Linked DNA regions of Mus musculus: region 2 is linked to region 1. The links are chromatin contacts, called in public promoter capture Hi-C maps. All regions are on one chromosome and are shown on one strand. The core of a region is the stretch at or near the end of the contact, and the rest is flanking DNA. Distances in the headings are between cores, read along the strand shown.

Region 1 (2,700 bases), core at 98-2,597:
GCTTGTTTTTTGTTTTTTGTTTTGAAACATGTAGTGTAGCAATACAGTGCTAACAATGGAGATGCTTTCTGATTTTAATTTAAATTAATGTGGAAATTGAGCTACATAGACTGAGAGGGAATAGCAATCCTATATCACAGTCCTATTTCACCCAAATTTGAGCCAAATGAGGAGGAGGGAGATGGCTACAGACCCTCTCCTGACACAGTCTTGCAGACTTAAAGATGACAAAATGTAAGCAATGGTCAGTTTACGTTTGCATTTGTCATACATATTTTCTTTCAGGAAAGCATGGTTGGCAGCAGCAAGAGGCAATAACAGGGTTAAAACTTATTGAGTACATACTGTGTCCAGAATATAGATAACCATTTTATACACATCTCATTTATTCTACAGATTGCCATACCCCCCCCCCAAAAAAAGCACTTTGCCAATATTATACATAAGACTTATGGCTTGAAGCCAAGCCTGTAAGTATTCAGTTTACTTTTTTTTATATATATAAATCCAGAACACTTTTATGAGATGTAACAATGTTTGATAATAAAAAAGTGTAAGGAAATTCATGGTATGGTGACAGAACTGTCCTCTCAGCACTTGGGAGGTAGAAGTAGGAAACTTTTGACTTCAAGGTCAGTCTCTGCATACATAGGGAGTCCGAGGATAAATGGGGCACAGCGAGCCATTATCTCACATACCTAGAGTGTATGGAAAGTGATGGATGTGTGTGGCTGAGTGCCAGAGCATGTACAGAGCATGTTCAAGGCCCTGGGTTCCATTTCTACTCTGTATTAGAAATTATGGGAGGGCAAAAAGTAGCTGACATGAATTGCCCTTTAGAATGATATTTACTAAGAGAGTGTGCTTCATGACCACGGGCTGTTTTGTGATTGGATCTTGAAGTGAGACAGCCTTAGAAGAAACAGCACCGGACCATAGACACAGTTTAACTCAATAAGTTCAATGGGGTCACAAAGAGAGCAGGAGCCTTCCCTTCAGATCCCAAAGAACACCACCATTAGGAGAGAGAACGTTATGAGGGTCTGAAGGAAAGATCCTTCAAATCCCTGAACAAAGGTGGTTTCTACTCTTACAGGGATCTAAGGGGTGGCAGATCACGTGACAGCATGTGCCAGGAGGCAGGCACTCGGTAGGACTGTAGTTCAAAGTTGCCTTGTTCCTGATCAGCAAGTAGGGCTGGGGGAAGACTGGGCTTGCTTTTCCCATGGTCTCAGTCACAGCAGCAGCAGGCACCTGTCAGGTCTTCGTCCTAAGGGACAGACTGCATGCAGGCTTGGATGAGCTGACTTTAGCAGGGGGTGTGTCTGTGATCTAACACTACCCAGAAAAGTAATAAGTAAAGAACCTTTGACCCATGAGCCACAAAACTCCCCAGATTGCAAACTGTACTGAGCCCTCTTGCCCCTCTCCTCCACCCCTCCTCCCTTTCCACTTTCCTTTCTCGTTCCCTTTCTTTCTCCTTCCTCCTTCCCTTTTCTTCTTTTTTCCTACTTTCTTTTTGACCCTTGTCCTTCACTTCCTTTCCACTTCCCTTTTCCCTCCCTGGCTTTTCCTGTTAATGCTGGAGATCAAATTCAGAGACCCTTATGCTAAGATCCTGTCTTAATTTCATTCCTTGTTATTGTAACAAAATACTCTGACAAAAGCTACTTCAGGAAGGATTTATTTTGCTCACAATTTCAGGCTACTGTCCATCACTGAGGGGAAGATAAGACAGTAGGAACTTGCAGTGGCAATACATTAACCACACAGTCAAGAGCAGAAAGCAATGAATTCATGTATGCTAGAATTTAGCTTGTTTTCTCCACTCTTATGCAGTTCAGAATCCCCTACCTAGAGGATAGTGCCACAGTGGGTAGGTTCTTCTTTGCTCAATATTGCAATAAAAATAATCACTCACAGATATATCCACAGGCCAATCTAATCTAGATAACCCACCATTGTAACTGTCTTCTCATGTACTTCTAGATTGTATCAAATTGACAATTAACACAGATCATCACAATCTCTATAATTAAGATATAAATTGTTATATAACTATAGTAAATTTGACCTAAATTTACCTATATAGATATTTCTTGTTGTACTTCAGTATTACTAAATTTTCTGATTATAAAAATATATAGCTTCATTCTTTTCTAAACATTAAAATTAGATGTCTTTACAGAGACACTGTGTTGGACTCTACAGTTGTATCTGTTGAAGTGATTATGAGCTCTGAAGTAATTATTAAATTATCAAAGCAAGGGAGTGAGAAGATTTCATTCCTGCTGGGCAGCAAACCTTGAGTCGGTATTGATTCATTGACAACAGTGATTTCTTTCATAGAAATGAGCCCAGAAGCTAACAGAGGTCATCTTTGGTTCCCTACAATGAGCTCAGTAGCTGTCATAATATTTTATGACAAGTTTATAAACATTTTTAACAGCTCTCTTAACCTGCTGTGCAGCATATACAAATCCATATTTAATTGATGTTATCACTTTATCGCTGGTACTGTTACTTTGTTGGTTGGCTTTCTCTTCATGTCTTTGTTTTCTCAATCTTATTCAAGCAAGCTGGAAAGCAGACGTCGATCACATTCACCCCCACCTCTCTGTATGTGGCTCCACACACTCCTTCTCTTCCTGTCACTCCACACTTGGATCAGGTACTTCCCTTTCCTGGGCCATATTGATT
Region 2 (2,700 bases), core at 115-2,614, 39 kb after region 1:
TAGTGTCACTATGCAAATGTCAGACTAGCCCATGAATGACAGTGGCCCTTTTGACTTCAATAACTGTTGGAGGATAAACAACCACAGACCGTAAGGCATTGGCTCAGATTTTAGTTAATGATTGAGGATAGGAGGGAAACAAGGTGGAAGAGGATAAAGATTAAGTATTAGATCAACACTGAACTTGTTTTAAAAGGTGGATAAAATATCTAGGAGGGGAAAAAGTTGGAATGATGTTAGGGTACGAAGATTTTAGAGATTAATAAATCTATGGAAGCTTATGGTTAAGTTAAAAGGAAAAGGGACTAACGATGGGAGAGAGAAGCAAAGCTTTAAGAATAAGGGGAGAGTGTATGAGATGCTACCGAACAGTGCAGGGAAGTGCTTTATGGTGGCCATACAAGTTTACATCCTCAGCAGCAGCCGCTCCAGCATCTGTGGTTATCTGTGGTTTCCTTACTCAGCCATTCTGACTGGGATGAGATGGAATCTAGAAGCTGTTTTCATCTGTGCTGCCCTGAAGGCTAAGAACATTAAACACCTTTCAAATATTATTGCTCGTTTGTGTTTTTTTTTGACAACTGTTCATTCTGTTTATTAGTCCATTTATTGATTGGATTTTCTTTCTTTCTATTGGATTTAGCTTTTGCAGTTCTAGAAAGCAATACACACACACGGGTGTCTAAGGTGTAGTTAGCAAAGATGTTCATTGTTGTTTCTGATTTCTATGGCTGTTTCTTCACTCTGGTAATTATTTCCTTTGTTATGTGGAAGCATCTTAATTTCATGTAATCTTGTTTGTTAATTCTTGTGCTATTGGAGACCTTTTCAGGTTTACATTAACGTCTTTAATCCACTTTGAATTGATTTTTGTGCAGGGAGAGAGACAAACGTAATTTCATTCTACAAGTAGATCAAGTAGATGCAGCTGAGAGTACTTTTTTTTTTTAAATCTGTTTCTGTCTCTGTGCGTATGTGTGTGTGAGTGTGCATATGTGTGTGTGCATATGGGTAAGTGCTGGTTATGGTTGTCACTGTGCACATACAGAAGTCAGAGGAGAACTTCAGGTGTCCACCTGGTTGGAGACAGGCTCTCTTGTTTGACACTGTGCATCCAGGCTAGCTGGCCCAAGATCATCCGGGGATTATCTTGTCTCTGCCTGTCATCTCGCCACTAGAGTGCTGTGCTTACAGACACAGGAACTACGTCTGGCTTTATGTGTCTCTGGGAGATCTGAACTTAAATGCTTGCATCTGCGTGAGTGCGTACTCACTGAGCAGTCTCCCCAGTCCTGGAACACACTTTCTAGTCTCGTCTCACTCGGTCCAGCTATGACCTCACCTGTGCTCCCCGGACTGAATTGTGGGATGTGGGAGCTGGTGGTGCTTCCTTCAGCCCTCGAGCTGACGCAGCCACACAACCACACAGCTCACAGGTGGACTCACAAGTAGGTGAATTCACAGCGTGAAACTCAGCGAGCGCTCTGAGCTAAGCAAGATGTCTTCTGAAAGCATTCCTTCTATCATTAACATTTTGGTATGTTTAAGAAACCATGTGAGAAAGATGTTTGATAAACAAAGCGCCTCAGGGAAAATTGCAAAACAAATTTTCTAACACTGGTTTTTGGTACAGTATGAATCTCAGAATCCAATTAATTAAAAAACATACTAAAGTCTCTAAATTGAGCTACTCTTAAGTTCCCATTTCTACATGCACCAAAGCGTAGGGATCTATATTCCAAATTCTTGGTTCCTCTTTGGCATTCCTAGGATTATTTACGGTCACTGTGGTGTCCTCTGTGTTCTAGCAGAGAGCCACACTGGAGAAATCGCAACTGGCAGTCAATGTTTAACTGGTACTCCACCTGGACATTCCATTCTGTTTCAAGCTTTGTTCTTCAATAATTGATTAGAGGAGACACGAAGGAGGTAGCTTTGTCTTGTCCAGTGGTGTTTTCAGTGATTTTATGCAGAAAGACAAGAAATGCTGTTAGGGTTACAGAAACACAAACCCAGGAAAAAGAGAAAGTGGGGGGCAAGATGACAAATTGTAAAAGAATGTTATTGTTTGGGGGAACCAAACAAACAGGGTTATGATGCAAGAAGAGTAAGTATGAACTTTGCACATGGAGCTAGTTATCAATCCAAGTGGAAAGGTAGGTAAGGATGATGTCATTGGTGTGGAGACAGTGGATGACTGTAAACTCGAGATCTGCACAGAAAGTGACATGCTCGTGACAAAGCTGAAAATGATGGCAGTCTGGGCTTGCCAAGAGACTGTCTTTGATTGGACCCAATTTATTTAATGTGGTGTGTGTGTGTGTGTGTGTGTGTGTGTGTGTGTGTGTGTGGTGTCAGATGTCAGAGGACAACTTGGAGTCAGTTCTTCCCTTCTACCATGCAGATTCTGGGGCCTGAAGACACTGCACCCTGTGCTATCTCCCTGGCCCTGCATGATTATACTTCAGCCCACAGGGTGGACCAAGCATGACAGAACATATCTGTAACCCTAGTGCTTGGGATGCTGAGGCAGAAGAATAACAGTTTAAAGATGTCCTAGACTATATAGCTGACCCTGGGTCATTAAATAAAAAAGGGAATGACAACATTGTACGAAGCCTGAGAATCATATTATATGTATCCTGTGGGCCTTCCAATACATGAAAAGCAAGGGTGGGGTGTGAGGGAAGAGAGAGGGGA

Evidence for each region. Promoter capture Hi-C pulls out the DNA fragments that hold promoters and counts their contacts.
Region 2: a contact with region 1 is called in a promoter capture Hi-C map of liver. The contact joins two enhancer-like sites. A contact is called at or near these places in 9 of 39 promoter capture datasets (cranial neural crest, embryonic stem cells, frontonasal cranial neural crest and 5 more), 6 of 484 Hi-C or Micro-C datasets (all in liver), 3 of 115 datasets of contacts at active chromatin or transcription factors (CD8 T cells, embryonic stem cells and liver) and 3 of 9 other capture datasets (adipose tissue, liver and pancreatic islet).

The regions. Positions count from the first base shown.
Region 1 is chr3:79,339,609-79,342,308 of GRCm38.p6, forward strand. It overlaps a transcript of Gm17359 not described here. Among named protein-coding and RNA genes, the nearest start is that of Gm40072, 4.4 kb to the left of the region's middle. Within about 2 kb of position 1,348, at least 5 of the 459 cell types and tissues checked have an H3K27ac peak or open chromatin away from gene starts, as enhancers often do. A contact at or near this core is called in liver, where this site is marked.
Region 2 is chr3:79,378,242-79,380,941 of GRCm38.p6, forward strand. All of the region lies in intron 1 of Gm17359 (predicted gene, 17359), which reads left to right. Among named protein-coding and RNA genes, the nearest start is that of Gm17359, 34 kb to the left of the region's middle. Within about 2 kb of position 1,365, at least 9 of the 459 cell types and tissues checked have an H3K27ac peak or open chromatin away from gene starts, as enhancers often do. A contact at or near this core is called in liver, where this site is marked.